2 separate regions of the Mus musculus genome follow, and region 1 is linked to region 2. A link is a contact called in public HiChIP or PLAC-seq data. All regions are on one chromosome and are shown on one strand. The core of a region is the stretch at or near the end of the contact, and the rest is flanking DNA. Distances in the headings are between cores, read along the strand shown.

What was found. HiChIP or PLAC-seq counts read pairs in DNA pulled down with a chosen protein or histone mark.
Region 1: a contact with region 2 is called in an H3K27ac HiChIP or PLAC-seq map of neural progenitor cells, with 11 times the contacts expected there. The contact joins two enhancer-like sites. A contact is called at or near these places in 2 of 484 Hi-C or Micro-C datasets (cerebellum and cerebral cortex) and 2 of 115 datasets of contacts at active chromatin or transcription factors (astrocytes and neural progenitor cells).

The regions. Positions count from the first base shown.
Region 1 is chr17:91,449,913-91,455,997 of GRCm38.p6, forward strand. No RefSeq gene overlaps it. Among named protein-coding and RNA genes, the nearest start is that of Gm24244, 360 kb to the right of the region's middle. Within about 2 kb of position 1,714, at least 23 of the 459 cell types and tissues checked have an H3K27ac peak or open chromatin away from gene starts, as enhancers often do. A contact at or near this core is called in neural progenitor cells, where this site is marked.
Region 2 is chr17:90,812,006-90,818,324 of GRCm38.p6, forward strand. All of the region lies in intron 5 of Nrxn1 (neurexin I), which reads right to left. Among named protein-coding and RNA genes, the nearest start is that of 4930480K15Rik, 46 kb to the right of the region's middle. Within about 2 kb of position 3,591, at least 21 of the 459 cell types and tissues checked have an H3K27ac peak or open chromatin away from gene starts, as enhancers often do. A contact at or near this core is called in neural progenitor cells, where this site is marked.

The sequences.
Region 1 (6,085 bases), core at 464-2,963, 640 kb after region 2:
GAGTCACTAACTATCATGGCATCCCTTAACCCAGTCAAGTTGACACATCAAATTAACCTGCCAAATGGTGTTAGTGTATTAAACACAGTGAGTCAACATTTAAGGAAGGTATCAGCTTCATGGCTATTTAAAAGCAATCTTCCTAAATAAATGAAAGCCTTATAAATTATATATTGTTATTAGACATTTCATATTTGCAGACCACACTTGTTTATATCACTTTATGGAACTAATTAATAAAGACTGGCAGACTTCTACAGTATCCCTCTAGTAAAATCTGAGAAATATAGTAGAACATAAAAAGACTCGGCAATGTAGAACATGGACTGAGAATACTGCTCAGCTGCACAGCATGCATGAAACCCTTGGTTCAATACTTACTACAACATAAATAGTTGTGGTGGTGACTACCTGTAATATTGCCTATTGTGGGTGGAATTAGTCGGATCAGGAGCTTGATGTCATCCTTGGTTACACAGTGACTTTGTGAACAGAAATGACTTCAAGAACCATTATCTCATTATTTTTTATTGTTTTTTTGTTTAGAGTTCTACACCAACTTTACAAGAAATATTAAAATGTATTAAGATTGAATTGCTTATTAGTTTCATATTAGCAGTACCCTTTCAATATTTTGAAATATCTCATAGACCTCACTCATAAAATGCCTTTGGCAATTTGGTATCTTGGTAAGGTCAACTGGTGAATGCTTTTAAGATATATATATTAAGTTATATATATATATATAGTTTTATATATATATGCTTTTAATATATATATTAATGCTTTTAATATATTAAGCTATATATATAACTTAATTTCAATATATAACTTAATTTTTCATAATTTGCCTTGGTGTTTCCATCAACATGAACAAAGATCTCTCTCCCTCAGTCTATCTTCCCTTCCTTTTCCCTTCCCCACTTCTTTTTCTCCTCCCTCCCCTGCTCTCTCTCTCTCTCTCTCTCTCTCTCTCTCTCTCTCTCTCACACACACACACACAAACACACACAATTTAGAATGACATTTTGTTCAATTGCACTTATAGTCAAGCCTTTGATGCACATATAACATTTTAGAATACATAAACCTCATGAATTCTGGTCGCAATAACTTAAGAGTAGGACACTCATTCATCCTTACCATTTTGCTATGTCTGTAGCTGAGACTGGCCCTAAGTGTGCTATGCAGTTAAGAAAAACCCTGAACTCTACCTTTTGCATCGACTTCTGAAGTGGTGGGTTTACAAGTAAAGCGTCACATCTGGAAGTCAAAAATTCTCCTTGATTGTGAAATTATATCATTTAAAATTCACAATGTTGGTCACAAATGTGTACCCTTTACAACAGAATCAAAAGAGGAGGAGGAGGGGGAGGAGGGGGGAGGAGGAGGAGGAGGAATAAAACAAGAAAAAGAACACACACTGTGAAATCCTTTCAGAACACTTTAAACAAAGGACTTTCAATGCATAGTGAGGGATGTAGTCTCTGAAATGTCTGGAATATTTTAAGAGGTAAAAAAAAAAAAACCACATGTCTTGCTTCTCATAAAGTTGTGGAAATGGTGTTTATATATAGCATGGGTCTAAAGAATATACAGAATTTAGGGGAAAATGTCAGAGATATAGCATGTTGCTAATGGAGATTCTCCCAGAGCACTAACTAGGACCTTTGCTGGCTCCGCCAGCTAAATATTCTCTTTGTCTTTTCTTATTCTGTCAAGTCAAATATGAGGCCACATTTCTCTGAAAATCCCTGTTGATTGAATTCTGGAGCCCAGATAAGCATAGTGACAGAACTTCAAGTAAAAAATATCTGAAGGGAAGAGATGTAAAAGACATCACTTTTCATCTAGAAGCTACCATCTGGGGAAATGTAAGGCAGCCTTTCTCAAGTCATAGCTACCACCTCATTACAAATGCTTCTTTAGTGCTACTCAGCTGCTCATTTGTCTCTCTTCTCTCCACCTGCATATCCTCCTGGCCAAAATTTTAATAATGGTTGTCCCTTTTCCCAGCCCTAAATGTGCCAAGCTCTGGACAGCTTGTGAAAGGCTTTGCTTCAAAGTTAAATGGAGAATTTGGCCAGGATTTAGCTGCCATGGAGACATCCTAGATTTTTTTTTTCACTTCAGCACACATTTGTCTAAACTGAACTCCTTTTTAAGTTCTTCTTCACAGTACCTCTCTTCTCACTGTTTTAGGCCACCCCTCTCACTTTGTCTTTCTTTATTTGCTACTATTTGTTTGACATAATTTAAGAAGTTCTAGTGTTTGAGGTCTGCATATATACTTACTAACTCTCTATGTTTATTTGTTGTAGCATTCTTTATAACTATGCTTTATTTCTATTGGAAAGCTCAAAACTGATTTAACCTACTTTATTTCTGTCCAAGGATGGAGTACCAGTGTTTGCACTGAAATCCTATAATATCCTGAAGACATTTGCCCTACTCATAGTTAATGACCTTGCCTTGTTTCACAATAACTATAAGTTGAGGTTCACTACCATTTGGAAATTTTGTTGACCTAATCTGACAAACAGACAGTGGTGGAAACCTCTCCAGCTTTCAGCCCTCTCATTTTTGTATTATCTTAATGCTGTTATATTACTGGCTTTGACTTCCCTCTGAATCTATCATTTCATCGAATCTAAATTCTACCTTACAGAATTATTTTTAGCTAGCAATATGACAACCTTGAATGCAGAGTTGATTCAATGTGTATACAACTATAGTGGAGAACAGCACAAACTAGCTCTATCATACTGTAAAAGAGAGGCTAATTCCTGAGTTTGAACTGTAATCCTCAATTCAGCTATCTATTTTAACTATTATTAGTTTTTGTTTCCTTAGGCTCTATCCATTGTGAAACTTGTTTCACTTCTCAGGTATGCTTATTTCTCTGCCTTACCAAACCCACTATCCACTGTTTAAATGGATTTCTGGGACATGAAATCTTAGGAAATCTTTGGTTCAATCTTAAAGATGTTTGGATCTTGGCTCTGCCATTTTCTTTTTAAAAAAAATATCCTATTTCTCTAGGCCAAGTCAAGCTACCCTGAGCAGCTTGCAACCTCAGTGGATCTCAGGGGATCTCCACTCTCCTCCCACTTCCCCACCCTCATTCTCCAGACCTGAGGCTCCTGAACCATACAGAATTGTAGGTCCTCAACCACAAAGCCTAAGAAAACTCACCAGAGGCCAGCACAGCAGGATGATTGAGGTCAATGCCCCTTCCAATACCCCTTACAACAAGAAGATCTAGGGACCAAAACCAACCAAACAGCTAAAGGTCCTTGAAAGAATACAGTCACAAGAGCCAAGACAATATGACTCCTCCAAAACAGCTATTTCACTACAGCTATCCCTGGTTATCTTAAGACAAATGAAACACAAGAAAATGACCTTAAATAAAATCTTATAAAAATGATCAGAGGCCTTTAAAAAGGAAATGAATAAAACTCTTAGGAACATACTGTAAAATACAATTAAACAGGTGATGGGGATAAATAAAATTGTGCAAGACCTGAAAGTAGACATAGAAGCAATAAAGAAAACACAAACTGGGCAGGAAAGATTGCACAGTGGTTAAGAGCACTCACTGACTGCTCAGAGGGCCTGAGTTCAATTTCCAGGAACTACATGGTATCTTACAACCATAGTATTGGAATGTGACGCCCTCTTCTGTTGTGTCTGAAGACAGCTACAGTGTACTTACATACATCCACCTTGTTGAATCACCATTTCCTTCTTTTTTTTTTTTTTCTTCAAGTGAAAACAATTTTAACCCATCATCAAACATGATGTAAAATTTGTACAAAAGCTCAGAATTTTGCTTGGATGAAGACTGTAGACTAGCACAATATGGTAAACCAGGTCATTTAAAGTTGGCAGTGCTTGAGACTCATACAAAAAGCTGTGTGCACACATGGACATGTAATTTGTATCCTGAAGATAAAAAGTCTACTGACTTCCTTCATTGGAAATTATAATAGAGAAGGCAAAAATCTTGTGTTCTATACTTAAACATTTGTTTTAAACAATGGAGAGGAAGGTGAAAGGTGTAGGTAGAAATTCAGTGTTCTGTACAATCATTTGATTGTTTTAAATAATGGGGAGGAAGAAGAAACATAAAAGGAGATTCCAATTATGAAAACTCATTATTCAAAACTTTCTAAATACTTTATGACATCATATAGAATATAGTAAAATATGTAAGAATGCCATAAAATAAGTAAGAAAGTAGTAAAAATTTAAAAATAAGTTTATAGTCTTTTTTTTTCCCAGAGTGAGGACCTTGTGCTTGCTAGGCAAGCGCTCTACCACTGAGCTAAATCTCCAACCCCTATTGTCTTATTTATCAATTTATTTGCTCTCTCTGTCTCTCTGTCTCTGTCTCCGTCTCTGTCTCTGTCTCCTTATGAGGACCAGATCTTACTGCTTACCCCTGGACAGCCTAGAAATTGCAATGTAAACGGGTATAGTCGAATACTCAATGGTCTGTCTGCTGTTACCTGCTCAGTGCTGGAATTGAAGGCTTATGCCACCTTGAATGTCCTTAAAATGTTTTAGTGAGAAGTATAGTATATCTAAGATCTAATATCTACATTTTACATGCCACTGCGGCAGAATTAGTTAATAAAGACATTTGGAAAAACACCCCAACCAAAAAATAAATATTCACATTAATATTCACATTATATGCTATTTTTCCAAATGAGTAGTAACAAACTATTAGGAATATACTGAAATAATACTGATAAAATGCAAATACATTGACTAGAATTATTCCTTTAATTTTTTAATTTCAAATGTTGCTACTCTTTGTATAGTAACTTGAATTTGTTTAAAATTGAATTGTTTTCTTGAATATTGAATGCATAGTTCCACTCAATAATTAACAGGTTGAAAATTGTATTGTTTAATAATGTTATTGGATACCTTCTGTCAGCAAAAAATGAAAAACAAAAATATAAACCAATATCCTATTACCTTTTTCTTTCTTTCATTTATTTTTTTATTTTTATTGGATATTTTTCATTATTTATATTTCAAATTTATCCCCTTTCCCAGTTCCTCCTCCCCGGAAACCCCCTACCCCCTGTTTCTATGAAGGTGTTCCTCCCCATGTCTTAAAAAACAAAAAAACAAAGACAAAAATGACAAAGTGAGGAAATTCTGGAGATGGGAAACCTAACAAAAAGATCAGGAAGTACAGACATATGCATCACCAACAGAATACAGGAGCTAGAAGAGAGAATCCCAGGCATAGAAGATGAAGTGGAAGAAATTGTCAAAGAAAATGTTAAATCTAAAAAATTTCTGACACAAAACATTCAGAAAATATGGGATACCATGAAAAGATATAACTTAAGAATAATAGGACTAGAAGAAGGTGAAGAGTCCTTGCTTCAAGGCCCAGATAGTATTTGCAACAAAATTATAGAACAAAACTCTTCCACCTAAAGAAAGTTAAACCTCCTTACCCCAGAGCTCTTGACTCTAGCTGCATATGTATCAAAAGATGGCCTAGTCGGCCATCACTGGAAAGAGAGGCCCATTGAACATGCAAACTTTATATGCCCCAGTACAGGGGAATGTCAGGGCCAAAAAGTGGGAATGGGTGGGTAGGGGAGTGGGGGGGGGGAGGGCATGGGGGACTTTTGGGCTAGCATTGGAAATGTAATTGAGGAAAATACGTAATAAAAAATAATAATAATAAAAAAAGAAAGTTAAACCTATAACATACAAGAAGCATACAGAACACCAATTAGTCTGGATGAGAAAAGAAAATCCTCCCAGCACATAATAATCAAAACACAAAATCTACAGAACAAAGAAAAATATTAAAAGCAACAAGAGGAAAAGGTCAGGTAACATACAAAGGCAGACCTATCAGAATTATACTTGACTTCCCAATAGAGACTCTAAAAGCTATTAACAGATATCTTGCAACCTCTAAAAACCACAAGTGTCAGCCTGGACTACTATACCCAGAAAAATGCTCAATCACCATAGATAGAGAAAATAAGATATTTCAAGACAAATCCAAACTCAAATTCTACCTACAAATCCAGCCATACAG
Region 2 (6,319 bases), core at 2,341-4,840:
CTGAGAACAGACTTTGGGGTTTCAAAAGCCCATGCCATTTCTAGTTAGCTCTCTGTCTCATTCTTGTGGATCAGGTTGTGAGGTGTCAGGAGCTGCTACAGCTCTACAATACCTATCATGATTCCCACCATCATGGTTATGGACCATGGCCCTCTAAAACTGTGAGCTTCAGATAGTCTCTCTCTTTTTTCTGCAAGTTGCCTTGGCCACGGTATTTTATCATAGCAATAAAAAAAAGACTAAGACAGTTTAAAATTAGGAATAAAATACTCCTATTTGCTAATCTCCTATTTATCTGTATATTAACTAATTCAAATCAGACAACAGCCTTTCCAGATAGGAAGATTTATCTACCATGTTACAGAAGAGGAAGCAGAAGCAAAATAAAGCTAAGAATGTTTCCCAATGCATAGCATGGAGGAAGCTTCTGTAAATCCTGAATTCCAAACATCTGTATCCACAAGAATCCAGATAAGTTGCCACTGAGCAATGAGAATCTAATATGGCTGAGCTTCACCTACTTTGGAGCTGTGAACTCCTCTAACCATGCATATCATTGAGGATCTTGTTAGCATCATTTGTCTTATCTTCAAGTTAATCCCTTCTCTTGTAGATGAAGACACAGAAGCCTAGCTGGATGTTGGCGGGTGGCAAGTGATCACTCTTCTCCTGGAATACAACCAAGACTAGAGCCCGCATGCCTCTCATTTTAGAAACTGTAGTTTACTCTGCAAATCATCTTGTGCCTCTGTAGATACCAACCATCTGCTGGTGGCCACCAGAGGCCTTCTGTAGCTTAGACATGGTACTGATGAGGTTACCAGGGAGTGTGACTATGCATCATTGCATTGCTAATGTCTCTATAAATAAAGCATCTATTTAATTTTCATTTAACCTCAAAAAAATCTGATTACTAAATAACTGTTGAAGAATTTATTGGGAATTAGGTTTTATAATTATGGCTCCTGTTAATGTCATTAGCAAGCATCCTTTCATATTTAGGCCTATTAATCCCCATAAGTACAGAACATTATGATAAATATAATAATGATTCTATGGTAAATTACAAACCATTTCCAAATTCCTCAAAGAGTTTTCAAGGCGTCTTTGGCTTCCTTCATTAGGACATTCTTAGTTTGAAGACTGCGGTAATTGATAGCCCCTTACCAGGAATCACCTATCTCACTAATGTGCCTAATCAGGGAAATGATTAAAATTGGAGTCCCAACTGCCAGGCCAACTCTAAATTCCTGTAAGCCAATAACAATAATTAGCTGTTTGAGTCAGGAGAGCCTCAATTCAGATATAGAGCTTTTCAATTCTCTGAGCAATATATTTTTTCAGATAACTATAGTCACCAAATGTCTGGTTTCTGTTTCACAGAAGTTGAACTCATGAAATCTGTCTAATATAGAAAGTGCAATAAAGAAAAACATTATGGCTCAGTCTCAAAGAGAAAAAAAACAACTAACATCTGACATCCATCTAGGTGCCTCATGCTTTCTGAGAATCAGTATTGAAAAAATATCTTTCACATTCTCAAGCCATTCTTAGATATTTTAATTTACCATTTATTTTATTTAAACTACCACAAATCTGCTTTAAAAAAAACCTATTTTTGTGATTGCAAGCATCTGCATTAAAACACACACACACATATCTGTGTTTTAAAATATAAAATGCATGTACTTTATCTGAGGAAACTACTATGCTTATCTGAAGATGCAACAATGGCCTTAGAAGTTGTTCATCCTGAGATATGGCCTGCCCATCCCTTACAAACTCTTCTAGACTGGCAGGCTTCTGAGGTTTTCTTCATTTGGCAGACCAGAAGGAAATGAATCCTGTTCTTTGTTTCATGGAGAAAAAGACTCACAACTTGTTCTCTCTTGGCACATCACATCTCTTCCTGATTCCAGCACTCTCTTGGATGATTCCCAGAAACAAATTCCTAACCTTTGGCAATTGCCTAGCCTTGGAACAATTTGGAAAAAGGAAGTTCAGAATAAATAAAACAGTCATTGAGACACTGGTCTCAAGAATAGAGCAGAGAACATGCTTGTCATTAAGGAATGTGAAATTAGAAACAAGACTGATTTATGAAGTGCTTACAAGTAGTTTCCTTCATATTAATAACTGGTAGTAAAGAAATAACTCTCAATTATAATTTGAAAGAACTAATTGCAGAATTATAAGATTTACAATCTGGGAATAACTTTGAAGTGCATCTAAAAATAATTTCCCAGGATGTTTTGGAAGGTGTATATTATATAATATGACAATAGCTGATATATATATATATATATATATATATATATATATATCTTTAGGTCAACTTGGTAACATTTAACATGCACATCCAGAATTTTCACGAATATGATAGTGTTGTGACTATCATTATATCTCTTAAAACAACTTCCATTCAACTGAAGCCCTGCATCCTTAATCGGTACCTACCCAGTCTCATACCATAACCTATGACAGCTCCATCCCCTGTTAGTCTTCACTGTGTTCATGTTCTATGAGGCCAACAATATCAGATTCTATTCATTAATGGAATTATGCAGCATTAATCTTTCTGGTCCTGCTTTATTTTGCTTAGCATAATGTTTCCTGGGTTTATCCCCATTGTTGTAAGCAGACTAATTTTTCCTTTTTATGGTTAGCTTTGTGACTATTTCACAACTTACATGTTTCCCATTTCATCATTCATTCATCTACTGATGTTAAGTTCAGGTCATTCCAAATTTTGGTGTTTCAAGGAAAAAAGTGAAAAGAATTTACCAAATAACTGTTATAACTTACATTATACTAGACTGTTGGTAGCAATAGTGTGTAAGGACTCTTATTTCTCCACATTCTGACCATCATTTGTTACCAGTTGCTCTTCATATCAGACAATGTAACTGGAGTGAGGTGATCCATGTGTATTTTCCTGGCTATTATCAGTGTTGAACATATTACCATACCTTTTGGCCATTGGCAAAGCTTATTTTGAAGCATGACTACTCTTCAACTGCCCTTGGTTTTGGGTTGCATTCATATATATTTATAGTAAGTCCACATTATGTCAGTAGACTGTGATTATGCACTACTTAAAAAAAGAAAGGGATTCTCTAGAACTGGATTCCAGCTCTGTCCAGAGGTAAGCTGATATAGATACAGTGAAATCACCTGCCACACACTGGTGGCTGAACCACTTGCCTTTGGAGGTTAGAATAGCCTTGCATGTGAGATAATACAAGCTTTCTAGCAAGCACGAAGAGGCAGATACATCTCAGACAAGTAACTCCAGACTCAACCCTGCATTTTATCTCTCCAGGCTGGGGCAATATTTGTTCAGTTTCTCAGATCTGTGGACTATGTAAGGAGGCACATGATTCACAGCCACAATGGTGATTCCAGTATTCAAGAATGGAAGCATTTCTTTGCAACCTATTTACAGTCTACTTGCCCTTGGCCAGGAAGAAATTACCACCATGTAATTAAATGAGTCACTTACTAAAGTAAAGATGAACTGAAAGACCACTCATTAGAGCAGAGCACTCTGAAAGCATCTCTTCTCCAGGATGCTTAGGACAGAATGCGCTGACTCATTCTGAGGCTTTCCCATGATGGAGGCCAGCATGATGCCCAGCAAGAGGTAAGGGCTTGGTACTGAACTGAATGAAGTCAAACCCAGTCTGCTTACTCTAAAACAGCTACCCTAAGCCCAGCCTTTGTTCAGGTCCTACATCATATATAGGTTCTTATAAGTCTGACTCAGACTTAAACAGTCAACTTCTTTAGGACTTTTCAAGGTTAGCAATGTTTAGCCTTCTACAGATATAAGTACACAGCACAGGGCACTAACCTTAGCCAACAGGAATGAAATTGCAATTGATTTGGTTCTGTGATTATTTAACATATAAACATGTGCTCATTGAGAAAAATGATATCTGGACAACTGCTGTTGTATTTCTGCCAATGGCCAAGCGGATGCTCATAAAATCTTACTGGAGGGCAGCAAACCTGCAGATTTGCAGAGATGAATCCTAAGGTAGGCTTTGTTGTGTTGCTAATCAGGACTCCCTCCTGTTATGAAGAGAAGCCTACACGTTGTAGTCTGAAGCCACTTCACAGTGCTCATATTAATTTACATTTCAGAGCAGATTTCTACCTATTTGTATTCAACTGAAGGCCTAATGCACATGGCACTATGAAAGAAAGGGAACAATAATAGCTGTTTCCCCACCAACCATCCTTTGACTTTTTTCCAGAATCTAGAAGCTCTGAGAAACTGAACTGAATACTCTTGGACTATCTGGACAAGCAGGAAGTACTAGCAGTGATTTGTCACTCTCTGAAACTTGCTTATCATGGGAAACAAATGCCTTCTGATTTTTAAATCTGCCCCATGTTAGACATTAATATTTGATAGCCACATATATTTGATTCCAAAGTATAGCCTAGCTTTCATGCAAACAGTATTCAAAGTGTGTTGTAACTCATATGGTCTATTTATTACACTTAACCTGATGAAAATATTCATGCTCACACAACTATATTATGTAAAATTCATTTTTTATTTTACTCACTTGCTTAAAACGTTATAGGTTTAGTATTTGAACTTTTATCAAATATATACATTGTTTTTTTTCTTTCAGCCTTTGGGGCCGAAGTAAAGGATGGAGGTTTTATTAAGGTTTTCAAGATGACTAAGATTTCAGAGTAAATATGAACTGATTAAGTTGAAAGGGCTGAAATGGTATGCCCCAAAGGCTTTAATCTATGTGTAGGACAGGGACAGGTGTTGTGGAAATCACAAATATTATTCACCAGGAAAAACAAAAGTGATGCTCTTTATATAGTGTTTGTCCTTGTGACCAGCACAAAAGAGGGAAAAAAGATGATACTCTCAGAGAGTCTACCAATAACCACTCCCACACCTGTCTCCATGTTTATCATGTAGCTAGCAGTGAAACTCTGAGGGCTCTGTCACCCCTCACAGGTGGCCATCACTGGGTAGTATGATTATTATCAACTTTATAGCCCTTCTAGTGATCTGTTTTTACCTCTCTCCTGAATCTGCTACAAAAGGAGATTATCTGTAAAGAAAGAAAATAAATGATAGAAAAGGTAAAATTGGAAATGTATGTTTTGGGGAGTTTTCATAAAACTGATGGTGGGGGGATAAAATAAAATGATTATATCATGCTGCCTGACAAGGTAATCCCTAAGTGGGAGAATTTTCACAGATATACATTTCTAACTGTGTGCAAAGTGTGAGTGACAAGACACAAACACAAATTAATGAAACCAGAGGAAAGCCATTTAGCAGCTAGCTTGTTTCCATTTCTGTTATAATACATTCATGATGACAAGTTAGGGAATTCCTGCAGGAATATGCATACTAGTTAAATAGAGCAGCAGTAAAAACAATAGAACATACAGGAAAATATATGGCTTTTATAAAAATATTAAATTAATATACTATAAAAAGAAAGTGGGTAGGTGATGCATTCACTATTCCTTTGGAATCTCTACGGTGATAAAAACAAAAGCAACCTGCTCCTTTGTTTTGGTACTGGAAATGCTGTCTACTGGCTTGTCACTGAGGTCTGCATGGAGATTCCCGTTTTATGAGACTCTGACTTCATGTGTGATTGACTTTGGTAGTGTAGCACATTCCTGTTCCTGGCACTCATGTGTAAATGCTCTAACTGACTTTAACAATCTCAAAGTACGTGTGTGAGAGCCAGAATTCAAGATCCCGTACTTATCAATGATAACACTGAATCAATTCCTTGTGTTTTAAAATGCCACAATTTTCTATATGTTAAGTTTCCTATATGTCTAGTATATTTAAGTTTTATAGAATATGAATCATCAGAGAAATCGTCTCAACTGTCCTCTACTTTTCAATATGATCACAACCCATATTTATAGCCATAAAACTAAAGGGAAAATGTTGTAAATACATACAAAACGTGTAATCTGAGCATATTGTTTTGCTTTGTTTCCTTTTCAAAACAGAATATCAAGGCAGAGTCCACTATGCAGAAAGCCTCTAGGTTTCCAAAAACTGAAAGCTTATGCCAGTAAATCACAACTGTTTTACCATATGCCTCATTGTTATGGCAAGTATTACCAGTCTGCTCTACTTTTAAACAAACTTCATTATATTATAGCTCACAGCAATCCTCATTAAAAAGTATTACTGAAAAATGCCAAGTTGTTTTTATAGAGGAACTGGAATTTATTTTCTACTGAAAGTCAGGTTGAACACAAGACATTTTTAAAACATCGGTTTTATCTCAGAATTTGCTTGAAAATTGTC